Linked DNA regions of Macaca mulatta: region 2 is linked to region 1. The links are chromatin contacts, called in public Hi-C maps. All regions are on one chromosome and are shown on one strand. Each heading gives the region's core, a stretch centred on a gene start, on an enhancer-like site or on the middle of the called end of the contact. The rest is flanking DNA. Distances are from core to core; before and after follow the strand shown. Region 1 holds the start of USE1 (unconventional SNARE in the ER 1). Region 2 holds the start of ANKLE1 (ankyrin repeat and LEM domain containing 1).

Region 1 (6,627 bases), core at 1,651-4,150:
TGAGAGTTTTGGACACTTGGGCCACCTGACCCGTGCCCGTCTGACACATGTCTCCGGGGGACAGCCACCTGGCCAATGTGCATGTGAGGACGTGCTGGAACCTTCTATGGGGGTCTAGGCTATTGGCTGGAGCCAGGACATGAGTCAGGGGCACCACAGACCTCACATGCCAGGGAGACTTGAATGTGGCTGTCACTCTTCCGGACGCCAAGGGCTGCAGGAGGCTGGCTGCTCTTGGCACTACCCACCCCATGTGACAGAACAGGAGCCAGTGACTCAGGACTGCTCACGGACCAGGAGGGCAATGCCTGAAGTCAGACCTCCCTACAGGTCAACAGGGACAACCTGGGGATCTCTGGAGCAGGGCCCTCCTCTCTCAGGCTTGGCCCACTCCCCCAGACACCTGGACACATGGCCACAAATCTGGGACAAAGGGCCCTCCGCACGGCGTGAAATAAAAAGTGCCTGAGAAGTGTGTGCCTGGGATGCCTGCTCATGTGGGATCGGGCTTGGAAGAGCAGGGCCAGGGGGTGGGGGTCTGCCCTGTGGCCTCAGCCAAGAAGGGTGCAGGGGATGGTGGAACACTGTCCTCAAAGATCTGTCTTGACCCTCCAGCAAATGGAGCTCCCAGCAGAGCCTCACTTGGCAAGGAGCACCTGCTGTCCTTGGGAGCCTCTCTGGCCTCCCTGTTTCAATGCCCAGTCTCTGGAGCCTAAATGTCAGCTGCAGCCACCACCCATCCATCAGAGGTAGCCAGTTCCCTGTGGGCCCAGCAGGACAGGAACAGATGGGCTCCCAGGCTGCCATCAAATGGGAGTTGTGGGCACTGGCTGGCTGGTGTTGGTTCGGGGGCCCTGAAGAACCCAAGTCCAGACTGCACATGCCAGAGGTTTGAGGGGCTTGTCCAAGGCCACACAGCTGGGAGGGGCATGGCTGGGATTTAGACTCTGCCCTGCCAGCCTCTAGAGGCCCCTTTGATGGGCCCTGGGTTTGGTCTCCATGGTTGTGGGGTTTTTTTGTTTGTTTTTTTGAAACATGGTCTCTGTCGCCCAGGCGGGAGTGCAGTTCGCACGATCTCAGCCCACTGCAGCCTCCACCTCCCAAAGCGATTCTCCTGCCTCAGCCTCCCGAGTAGCTGAGATTACAGGTGTGCACCACCACACCTGGCTAATTTTTGTATTTTTTGATAAACAGGGTTTCACCATGTTGGCCAGGCTGCTCCAAACTCCTGACCTCCAGTGATCCACCCACCTCACCCTCCCAAAGTGCTGGGATTGCAGGCATGAGCCACCACACCCAGCCCTCCATTGTATTTTTCTTTTTTTTTTTTCTTTTTTTTTTTTTTTTTTTGAGATGGATTCTTGCTCTGTTGCCCAAGCTGGAGTGCAATGGCGCAATCTTGGCTCACTGCAACATCTGCCTCCTGGATTCAAGCGATTTGCCTGCCTCAGCTTCCCAAGTAGCTGGGATCACAGGCACCCACCATCACACCCAGCTAATTTTTGTATTTTTAGTAGAGACGGGGTTTCACCATGTTGGCCAGGCTGGTCTCAAACTCCTGACCTCAGTTGATCACCTGCCTCAGCCTCCCTAAGTGCTGGGATTACAGGCGTGAGCCACTGCGCCCATCCGTCTATGGTATTTTTCAAGGACATCAGGCCCACTGGTGTGACCAAGGTACAGATGATCTAAGGTATGGGAAAACATGAGGGCTGCATGCCAGGCCCTGGTCCCTGTGAAGCCCCCACCCTCATCCTCTCACTCCAGAAGCGTGGCACTGCAGGCATAGGGGTACTCAGCTTCCAGGTAATGAGGTGGGCTGGGAAGGGGTTCTCTCCACGGGGGTCTGGGCGTTAGGGGGGACCCAGCCCCACCTTGCTCACTCTGAGGCAGAGCTGCCCCATATCACCCTTGAGGCAGGTACTGTCACACTGTACATTTCCCGGGGGAAGAAACGGATCAAGAAAAGTTAAACTCGCCCAGGGCCGGGGATGGAATCAGAGCTGGAGCTGTGACCTGGAAGCTCATAACCACAATACAGATGAGCCCCGCTGAGGTGGGGGAAGCCTTGGATTCCTGAATTCCAGGCTAGAGCCCCTCCTACAAGAGAAATCGGGAAGGGCCCGCGGAGGTGAAACAGCTCCGACTGGGAAGAATCCAGGTAGTAGTGGGGTGGGGGGAGGTACTTCGAGCAAGCAAAACAGAACAAGAGGGCACAGTGCAGGGGGGTCTGACACCCGAAGATCCCGGTCGTCCTATCATTCCCGAAGGGTTAACACGCTCTCGAAGAAAAGGAAGTGATTCGCCTGAGTAAGAAAGAATGGGGTGGCGCCTCTCCTATTTTTTTTTTTTTTTTTTTTTTTTGAGACGGAGTCTCGCTCTGTCGCCCAGGCTGGAGTGCAGTGGCCGGATCTCAGCTCACTGCAACCTCCGCCTCCCGGGTTCACGCCATTCTCCTGCCTCAGCCTCCCGAGTAGCTGGGACTACAGGCGCCCGCCACCTCGCCCGGCTAGTTTTTTGTATTTTTTAGTAGAGACGGGGTTTCACCGTGTTAGCCAGGATAGTCTCGATCTCCTGACCTCGTGATCCACCCGTCTCGGCCTCCCAAAGTGCTGGGATTACAGGCTTGAGCCACCGCGCCCGGCCCTCTCTCCTATTTTTTTTTAAATAGAGGTAGGGTCGCGCTATATTGCCCGGGCTGGCCTCGAACTCCTGGCTTCAAGCAATCCTTTCCCAACTCCGCCTCCTAAAATGCTGGCATTACAGCCCTGAGGCAGCGCGCCCGGCCCAGCGCCCCGCCTCAAAACAAGGTATTACTTCTGCTCCAAACAAAGATGGGCCAGCGAACGGGAGCAGGCGAAACATCCGCCCGGAAGGCCACTTGAAGGCACTTCCGCCCTCTCTTAACATGGCGCCGGCGGAAGGGGCGGGGTAGGGCCGGGCGATAATGGCGGCGTCGAGGCTGGAGCTGAACCTGGTGCGGCTACTATCCCGCTGCGAGGCGATGGCAGCGGAGAAACGGGACCCGGACGAGTGGCGCCTGGAGAAGGTGAGGGGATCTCGCACTGCCGCGTAGAGTCCGACTCCCGGGGGGTGGTTCCTAGGGTTGGAAGCCACCTAGCCGGACTCCCCTGCCCCAGTAGCCTCTCGGGCAGCGCCCTTTCCGGTCAGTCCCGCCACGTCTACCTGTAGCTTCCGCCCCCGTCCCTGGGACTCCGCCCCTCCCCCACTGGCCCCGCCTCCTTTGCGCTTGACCCCTCCCATTTGTCGGCCCCGCCCCCCACTCCCATGAGCAGGACGTGGGAACGACCCCCGGGTGACAATCCACTTTTCCTCCCCAGTACGTGGGAGCCCTGGAGGACATGTTGCAGGCCCTGAAGGTCCACGCGAGGTGAGTGCAGGCAGCCTTACTGCTTTCACATCAGCACGTGGCTATTCTGGGACATCCCAGTACCGCTGTCCCAGCTGGGACCCTTCCCTGAGCTGGGGACCATGGACAGGCTTTCTTTTTCTTCTTCCTACCTCCCAGCAAACCGGCCTCTGAGGTGATCAATGAATATTCCTGGAAGGTGGATTTTCTGAAGGGGATGCTGCAAGCCGAGAAGCTGGTGAGAAGGGGTGCCCCTCCCCCTCAGCCCCCATCACCGCTCACTTTCGTCCCCAGGACCTGCCCCTCCAGTGACTTCTCTTCCCACATTTCTGCAGACCTCCTCCTCAGAGAAAGCACTGGCCAACCAGTTCCTGGCCCCTGGCCGTGTGCCAACCACAGCCAGAGAGCGAGTGCCCGCCACAAAGACGGTGCATCTGCAGTCACGGGCGCGGTACACCAGCGAGATGCGGAGTGAGCTACTAGGCACGGTAGGGCTCCTTTCCTGGTCCCTGGGAACCCCTTGGACAGGGACGGGGGTTCTATGCCTGCAGGCAGCCGGAACCACAATACTGTCAGATACAGGGGCTCTGAGGGGGTCCAGCAATCGCTTCCCTGGGTCATCACACAAGGCCGCCCAACAGAGGGGCACTGTGGCTAAGGCTTTGCTAGATGAATAGCAAATTTGGTACAAGGCAAAAATGGAACGTGTCAGGTTAAGCCCCAGAGTTGGCCCAAGAGCAGGGTTTGAGTCCTGGCTTGCAACTTACAAGACACGAAAGTTTCTTCAGCTGTAAGAGAAGATGACAAGTTCCTTTCTGAGCACTTTATGTGGATCAGCTCAATCTTTTAAAATATGAGTTGTTGTGGCGGGGCGCGGCAGCTCACGCCTGTAATCCCAGCACTTTGGAGGCCAAGGCGGGCAGATCATTTGAGGTCGCGAGTTAGAGACCAGCCTGACCAACATGGAGAAACCCCGTCTTTACTAAACATACAAAATTAGCTGGGCGTGGTGGCACATGCCTGTAATCCCAGCTACTCAAGAGGCTGAGGCAGGAGAATCGCTTGAACCTGGGAGGCAGAGGTAGCGGTGAGCCAAGATTGAGCCATTGCACTCCAGCCTGGGCAATAAGAGCAAAACTCCATCTCAAAAAATATATATATATGAGTGGTTGTTACCAGTTTATAGTTGAGGAAACAGGCTCAGAGGTCATGGGATTTCCCCATGTCCTGACTGAAGGTGAAAAGGTTGAGATCAGAAGGGACAGGTTTGGGAACAAGACAAGGGGGGTGACTTCATGGCATTTACTTTTTTTTTTTTTTTTTTGAGATGGAGATTCACTCTTGTTGCCGAGGCTGGAGTGCAGTGGGGCGATCTCGGCTTACTGCAACCTCCGCCTCCTGGGTTCAAGAGATTCTTCTGCCTCAGCCTCCTGAGCCATGGAATCACAGGCACCCCTACCACACCTGGCTAATTTTTTGTATTTTTAGTAAAGATGGGGTTTCATTACGTTGGCCAGGCTGGTCTCGAACTCCTGACCTCAGGTGACCTGCCCACCTCGGCCTCCCAAAGTGCTGGGAGTGAGCCACCGCACCCAGTCTCATGCCACTTACTTCTTTCCACAGGACTCTGCAGGTGAGTCACCATGAACACAACAGGACTTGAGGGCCAGCTGCCTAGGACAAGACATACATCCTTGCTGCCCTGGGGCCTCCATGCCCAGCCTGACTCCAACAGCAACATAACCAAATTACACGTGGAGGAAGAGCCAGGACAGAGGAAATGACCCCGAGAGGAAACAGAGCTAGGCACTCCTGCCGGGCACAGTGGCTCACACCTGTAATCCCGGCAATTTGGGAGGCTGAGGCAGGTGGATCACTTGAGGTCAGGAGTTTGAGACCAGCCTGGCCAACATGACCAAACCTTGTCTCTACTAAAAATACAGAACTTAGCCGGATGCAGTGCCGCCTGTCTGTAGTCCCAGCTCCTCAGGAGGCTGAGGCAGGAGAATTGCTTGAACCCAGGAGGTGGAGGTTGCAATGAGCTGAGATCACACCACTGCACTCCAGCCAGGGTGACACAGCAAGACTCCCTCTCAAAAAAAAAAAAAGGAAAAAAATTAGCCAGGTGTGGTGACGCACACCTATAGTCCCAGCTATTTGGGGGGCTGAGGCAGGAGGATTGCTTGAGGCTGGGAGGGGGAGGTTGCAGTGAGCTGAGATCGTGCCAGTGCACTCCAGCGTGGTTGACAGAGAAAGACTCTATCTCAAAAATAAGCAAATAGATAAATTTGTTAAAGCTAGGCACGCCCAGCCTATGGGACCAAGGCTAGGCTGGAGGGAGGGATCTGGGGTCTGAGGGAAATGAGACAGGAGTAAGGAGACTCTCCTAGAAGAGGGGGTATTCAAGCATGGTCAGAAGCCAACGGGGCAGCAGACAAGATGAGGAAACAACATTCCAAACAGTAGGCCCAGCACAGGCAATGGTTAGGATGCCGGAAACAGGAAACAAACACTTGCCTTTTTGCTTGGCCTGTTTTGCTTTCAGAGCCTGAGATGGACGTAAGGAAGAGAACGTGAGTGTCTGTGGCCCTGGGGGGGCAGTAGTGGCAACTGGGTGGTGCGGCAGGGACGGGGTGGCACTGGCCAAACCCTGGACCACTGAGGCACTACCACAAGGATCTAAACGAACCAGAAGCCACTTCTGTGGATGCTCTTCGCAGAAGTCAAAGTAGGCCAGACGCAGTGGCACACGCCCATAATCCCAACACTTTGGGAAACTGAGGCAGACGGATCACCTGAGGCGAGGAGTTCAAGACCAGCCTGGCCAACATGGCAAAACCCTGTCTCTACTAAAAATACAAAAAATTAGCCGGGTATGGTGGCGGGCGCCTGTAGTCCCAGCTACTCGGGAGGCTGAGGCAGGGGAATCTCTTGAACCCGACAGGCGGAGGTTGCAGTGGGCCAAGATGGTGCCATTGCACTCCAGCCTGGGCAACAGAGTGAAACTCAGTCAAAAAAAAAAAAAAGAGCTGGATGCAGTGGCTCACGCCTGTAATCCCAGCACTTTGGGAGGCCGAGGCGGGTGGATCACCTGAAGTTAGGAGTTCGAGACCAGTCTGACCAATATGGTGAAACCCCATCTCTACTAAAAACACCAAATTAGCCAGGTGTGGTGGCAGGCACCTGTCATCCCAGCTACTTGGGAGGCTGAGGCAAGAGAATCGCTTGAACCCGGGTGGCAGAGGTTGCAGTTAGCT
Region 2 (6,627 bases), core at 2,866-5,365, 72 kb after region 1:
AGCCTGGAGCATCCATCCCTCTTGGACTACAAAGGCCCTGCTGGGCCTTCACATCCCAGACCTGAACTAGCTGTGGAACTTCGAGTGGACTACTTACTTCTCTGAACCTCAGTTTACCCAACTATGAACAGGGAGTTGAGACCAGCTCCTCCTCATACTTCAATACCCAAATCAAAAGTCCCCCCTCTTGCCAGGCGTGGTGGTGTATGCCTGTGGTCCCAGCTACTCGGGAGGCTGAGACAGGAGGCTCGCTTAAGCCCGAAAGGTGGAGATTGCAGTGAGCTATGATCAAGCCACTGCACTCCAGCCTGGGTGACAGGGCGGAGACCCTGTGTCAAAAAATAAAAATCGGGCCAGGCAGCAGTGGTGCATACCTGTAATCCCAGCACTTTGGGAGGCCGAGGCAGGTGGATCACCTGAGTCACGAGTTCGGACCAGCCTGACCAATATGGAGAAACCGTGTCTCTACTAAAAATACAAAATTAACCGGGCATGGTGGCGCATGCCTGAAATCCCATCTACTCAGGAGGCTGAGGCAGGAGAATCGTTTGAACCTGGGAGGTGGAGGTTGTGGTGAACTGAGATGGTGCCATTGCACACCAGCCTGGGAACCACAGCGAAACCCCATCTCAACAAAAAAAAAAGTAAAATAAAAAATCCCTCCTCTGAGAAGCCCTCCCTGTTTTTCAAGAAGGATCAAAGTGGGGGCCAGGAGAATGTGTCTGTATCTGACTGTGTCTCTCCACACTGGGGACTCTTTGGGGTCCATGACTAGGACCTCTTCGGATCCCTAACACTGGGTCCGTGGCAGGGAATGTTTGCTCAATGTATGAATGGTTTCTGCTTGGCAAACTCCTCTTCACCCTTTAGAACCCACCCCAGATGTCCCCTCTTCTGAGAAGCCCTCCAGGGATATGAAGGGCCTGTTGGGGTAACCTCTGCCTGAACAGTCCTTCACTGACCCCCGCCCCTCCCCAGGACATGTTTGCCTTCATGGGCAGCCTGGATACCAAGGGTACCAGCTACAAGTATGAGGTGGCGCTGGCTGGGCCAGCCCTGGAGTTGCACAACTGCATGGCAAAACTGTTGGCCCACCCCCTGCAGCGGCCCTGCCAGAGCCACGCTTCCTACAGCCTGCTGGAGGAGGAGGATGAAGCCACTGAGGTTGAGGCCACTGTCTGAATCATCCCTGTACATCTGCATCTTCTTGTGCAAGGAAGTCCTTGGCCTAAAGCCTTGGTTCTCATACTGGGTTCCTTGGGACCTCTGGGGTCAGGGGGTTCCAGGAGGCACCTAGGGTACCTTGTGGGGTCCTAGGAGGGAAACCCAGGATTCCAGGAGGGATCCCAGGAACTGTGGGCACCCATCTTCCGTGTTTCCCAGCCCATTTCCACTCCTAGTTTGTCATGGATAATTTTTGTTCTTCCCTGTGTGATTTTTGCCATCAAAATAAAAATTTGAGACTCGTTAACCGAAGTCCACACCAATCACTTTGCGTTAATTGGGATCACCTTCATTGCAAGTGACGGAAAACTTAGCCACTGAGCAAAGGTGAGTGGCTGCTTTCTTGTGGATGAAAAAGCCCCTGGGACGCAGAGGTTGCAGCGAGTTGAGATCGCACCACTGTACTCCAGCCTGGTGACAGAGCGAGAGCTTTTCTCAAATAAAAATGAAAAGTTCAAAAATAAAAAAGATGAAAAAGCCAAGACAACAGCTTCAGGTTTGGCTATATCCAGGTGCCAGGACAACATTGCCATTGGGGAGGGTACTACATGGTTGCCAGTCAGTGTGCCCCGCTTACCCCCCAACAAATCGAAAGGTATATGATGGCTCCAACCACTCCCCAGACCCCAACCCAGGTCAAGGCAGAGTTCTCTCAGCACCTAGATATGACTGGACTTCCCTGGGGGGTTACATGACCTACAATTAAGAGCTAGTCATGTTCCAGAGTTGTATGGTGTTCTGATCAGCCAGGCCTGGATCATACGTCCCTAAGGGGGAGGTTTAACAGCTCCATCAGCAGTAGTGAGGCCATGATAGGAGGGTTGCTTGAGGCCAGGAGTTCAAGACCACCCTGGACAACATAGCAACATTTCCTGTTTCTACAGGAAATGCAAAAATTAGCCAGGCTTGGTAACTCACGCCTGTGATTCCCAGCTACTTGGGAGGCTGAAGTGGGAGGATCACTTGAGCCTAGGAGGTCAAGGCTGCAGTGAGCTGTCATCGCACCACTGCACTCCAGCCTGGGCGACAGAGCAAGACCCTATCTCAAAAGTAAACACAAATAGCTTTATTGAGTGACTGCTTTTCCCTATGAACATTTTTCGGGAACCTATTGTGTGTGTGTCAGACCCTTGTGCCTAAGCCCCTGTTCAATCCCCGCATCAACTTCGTTAGGATTCTCATATTTTGCAGATGGGACACCTAAGACTCAGAGGTCCAGCCCTCCAAAATACTGAAGTCCTAGTTGCGCTGGATTGAAAATGGGCAACACAGAACGAGGGCTGGAAATTTTTAAAAAGATTGTTTTTAAAGACAGGGTCTTGGCCAGGTGTGGTGGCTCATGGCTGTAATCTCAGCACTTTGGGAGACCGAGGCGGGCGGATCACAAAGTCAGGAATTCAAGACCAGCCTGACCAACATGGTGAAACCCTGTCTTTACTAAAAATACAAAAATTAGCCAGGCATGATGGTGCATGCCTGTAATCACAGCTACTGGGGAGGCTGAGGCAGGAGAATCGCTTGAACCCGGGAGGAGGAGGTTGCAGTGAGCTGAGATCACACCACTGCACTCCAGCCTGGGCAACAAGAGCAAAACTCCGTCTCAAAAAAAAAATAATAATAATAAATAGGCCGGGCGCGGTGGCTCACGCCTGTAATCCCAGGGCTTTGGGAGGCCGAGGCGGGCGGATCACAAGGTCAGGAGATCGAGACCATCCTGGCTAACACGGTGAAACCCCGTCTCTACTAAAAATACAAAAAATTAGCCGGGCGCGGTTGTGGGCGCCTGTAGTCCCAGCTACTCGGGAGGCTGAGGCAGGAGAATGGCGTGAACCCGGGAGGCGGAGCTTGCAGTGAGCCGAGATCGCGCCACTGCACTCCAGCCTGGGCGACAGAGCGAGACTCCGTCTCAAAAAAAAAAAAAAATAATAATAATAATAATAATAATAATAAATAAATAATAAAGACAAGGTCTCTGCCTGTAATCCCAGCAGTTTGGGAGGCTGAGGCAGGCAGATCACCTGAGGTCAGGAGCTCGAGGCCAGCCTGGCCAACATGGTGAAACCCCATCTCTACTGAAAATACAAAAATAAGCCGAGCGTGGTGGCACATGCCTGTAATCCCAGCTACTCAGGAGGCTGAGGCAGGAGAATAACTTGAACCCGGGAGGCAAATATTGCAGTGAGCCCAGATTGCGCCACTGCACTCCAGCCTGGGCAACCGAGTAAGATCTGTTTCAAAAACAACAACAACAACAACAACAACAAAAAACAAACAGACATGGCCTCACTCTGTTGCCGAGGCTGGTCTCAAACTCCTGCACTCACAAAAAGAAAGGAAAAATAACAACAAACTAGTAGCCTCAAGCGATCCTCCCGCCTCAGCCTCCCAAAGCACTATGATTAAAGGCCTGAGCCGGGCCCTCGGCCTGGGGGTTGGAAATTGAAGCCTCTATTTTATGTATGTATGTATGTATGTATTCATTTACTTGTTTATTTTCTGAGACAGAGTTTTGCTGTGTTGCCCAGGCTGGAGTGCAGTGGTGTGATCATGGCTCACTGCATCCTCGAACTTCCGGGCTTAGGAGATTCTACCAACTTAGCCTCCCAAGTAGCTGGGACCACAGGCGCAAGCCACCACGCCCGGCTAGTTTTTTGTATTTTTTGTAGGGACAGGATTTATCCAAGTTGCCCAGGCTGATCTCGAACTCCAGAGCTCAAGCAACCCTCCTGCCTGGGCCTCCCGAAGTGCTGGGATTACAGGTGTGAGCCACGGTGCCTGGCCTAAGCCTCTCATAAGGCCGTGCGCCCTCTCAGAGGCCACCCTTGCAGAAGATTCCCTGAGACTTAAAGACCTGGGGCACCCCGGACTTTCCTAATCGTAGCTCCACCCACTCGAGGCGGGTGCCTCTGCGTTTCCCGTTTTTAAATGAGATAGTGGCACACCCGGTGGCATCCTCCCGCCCGGGCTCTTATCGGCGGTCCCAGCCCTGCTTGAGCGCCTCCGGGTGTCACGGGCCTCTGCGAACACCAAAGCTCTCGAACCCCGATGTGGACCCCGGTGCGACGCGGGGCAGCCTGGCTGGGAACCCTGCTCAGCCCCGGAGAGGGTCCCCATGAGCCGAGGGGCGGAGCGGCGCATGCCCACAAGTCAGCCGCGGGAAGTAGGAAATCGACCCGACAGGCGGTGCGCTTCGGACCCCACCAGGGCATGTGCTCCGAGGCCCTCCTGGCTCGCAGGTTGCGGGCGGCGCTGCGGGAGGAGGAGCCGTGGTGAGGGCGGGGCCGGGGGCGGGCCAGGAGTGGGGGTCTTTGACCCGAGTCCACTCTGACCCCGGTGTTTGCAGGGCGGTAGAGGAGCTGCTGCGCTGCGGCGCGGACCCTAATTTGGTGCTGGAGGATGGCGCAGCTGCTGTGCACTTGGCTGCCGGAGCCCGGCACCCGCGCGGCCTGCGTTGCCTCGGGGCCCTACTGCGCCAAGGCGGGGACCCCAACGCTCGGTAAGGTAGAGCCTGGGTCCGGGGCGGGGTCTCCCCAAGCCGAAGTCTGGGAATCCGGGAAGGGGCGCCCCACCATCCCGGGCCAGGGCCTCGGAGCCCGAGGGTGGGGTTTGGGGGAGTCTTGGGGAGGGAACTTGGGGGTCTAAGGGCAGGGGCTAGGGCTCGAGGGAGGCGCTGGGGCCCCAGACCGAGGGCGGGGAATGGGGCTGCGCTAGGACCAAGGGTTTGGATCTTGTGGTGGAGCCTCCAGGGTCAGACGGGAGAGGTTTGGGTCCTGGCCTGAGGTCATAGCATCTAGGTTCCAAGGGCAGTGTCCCAGGGTGGACAGTGGAGATCAGGGGGCCGAGAACAAAGGCTCCCGGTCCCCAGAGCGGAGATCGGGGTTCCTGCCGGGAGGCTGAGTCCGCAATGACCCCTCTTGCGCTGCCGCCCCAGATCTGTCGAGGCATTGACGCCGCTGCATGTGGCCGCTGCCTGGGGCTGCCGCCGCGGCCTGGAGCTGCTGCTGAGCCAAGGAGCAAACCCGGCGCTGCGCGACCAGGTTGGGAGGCACTGCGCGGGCAAAGAAAGGCTGGGCGAGCCCAGAGGGAGGGAGGGAGGGAAAGAAGGTAAGAGGGCCTCGAGCGCCCCCTGCTGACCGCGCCCCTGTAGGACGGACTCCGGCCGCTGGACCTGGCCCTGCAGCAGGGGCACCTGGAGTGTGCGCGAGTCCTGCAAGATCTCGACACGCGGACCAGGACCCGGACCCGGATCGGGGCAGAGACCCAGGAGCCCGGGGCTGCACCTGGCAGTGAGTAGGGCCTGCAGGGCTGCTGGGGCTTGACTTCTGGACCAGTCCCTGGCATCCACTGTCTCCCCCACCCCGCCTATTGGTTCTGTCTTACGTCCACTCTCTGTGGCCAGCTTTTTCGGCCTCAGACATTCCTATCTCCTTTTTATGTCTGATCTTATTCCCATCGCTGTCTCATCCCTCCTCCTCTCCTCTCTGACCCCCACTCTCACCTGCAGCTCCAGGCCTCGCTGGATCTCCTGATGAGATGCTGGACTCCATAGCACTCCAAACGCAGCCATGCAGAGGTGACAACAGGGACATGGGCTTGGAGGCTGACCCAGGACCCCCCAGCCTCCCTGTTCCCCTTGAAATTGTGGACAAAGATGGGAGCTCAGCGTCCCCTCCAGGGCACTGGGATTACAGCTCAGATGCCTCTTTCATCACAGCGGTTGAGGTCTCTGGAGCTGAGGACCCAGCCTTGGACACTCCCCCCTGGGCTGGGTCATTGCCACCGACCAGGCAGGCACTTCTGCATGTTGTCCATGCCACCCAGAGGGTACCTAGGTCTCAGGGCACGGAGGCAGAACTGAATGCCCGTCTGCAGGCCCTGACTCTGACCCCACCAAATGCTGCTGGCTTCCAGTCCTCCCCTTCCTCCATGCCTCTCCTAGACAGGAGTCCAGCTCACAGCCCCCCACAGACACCACCCCCTGGAGCTTCTGACTGCCACGGCCTGTGGGAGCACCAGACATCCATTGATAGTGACATGGCCACGCTCTGGCTGACAGAGGATGAGGCAAGCTCTACAGGTGGCAGGGACCCTGTCGGCTGTTGCCAGCACCCGCCAGTCTCCATTGTGTCTGACTTGGAGTTGCTGCAGGGGCTCCGAGCGCTTGGTGAGAATCCTGGCCCTGTCACACCCTTCACCCGGCGATTCTACCTCCAGCGGCTGAAAGAAGCCCAGATTGCCCCTGGTTAGTCTCCCCAGGGCACGTGGAATCCAGGGAGCCTCCAGGAATCTCCCAGAGAACCCCAGCTCTCTGCCCCACTTCCCTCCCCATCTCAGAATCATCCCTTCCTCCATCTCCCTTGACTTCCAGGCCCAGAGTTTTCAGGGCACAGCCTAGAACTGGCT

The links. Hi-C and Micro-C count contacts between places; a contact is called where the count stands out from the background.
Region 2: a Hi-C map of fetal cortex germinal zone shows a contact between it and region 1, with 2.2 times the contacts expected there. The contact joins the promoter of ANKLE1 here to the promoter of USE1 in region 1. A contact is called at or near these places in 2 of 14 Hi-C or Micro-C datasets (fetal cortex germinal zone and liver).

The regions. Positions count from the first base shown.
Region 1 is chr19:17,694,231-17,700,857 of T2T-MMU8v2.0, forward strand. It overlaps USE1 (unconventional SNARE in the ER 1), which reads left to right and starts at 2,901. Exons shown (of 8, transcript NM_001257921.1): 1 at 2,901-3,049; 2 at 3,342-3,391; 3 at 3,530-3,608; 4 at 3,706-3,858; 5 at 4,994-5,003; 6 at 5,916-5,943. The coding sequence starts at 2,948. It overlaps MYO9B (myosin IXB), which reads left to right. Exons shown (of 40, transcript XM_077978240.1): 40 at 1-472.
Region 2 is chr19:17,765,269-17,771,895 of T2T-MMU8v2.0, forward strand. It overlaps ANKLE1 (ankyrin repeat and LEM domain containing 1), which reads left to right and starts at 4,116. Exons shown (of 11, transcript XM_077978275.1): 1 at 4,116-4,493; 2 at 4,568-4,720; 3 at 5,156-5,261; 4 at 5,372-5,510; 5 at 5,729-6,466; 6 at 6,593-6,627. The coding sequence starts at 4,270. All of the region lies in intron 1 of DDA1 (DET1 and DDB1 associated 1), which reads left to right. It overlaps BABAM1 (BRISC and BRCA1 A complex member 1), which reads left to right. Exons shown (of 9, transcript NM_001194597.2): 9 at 979-1,487. The coding sequence ends at 1,182.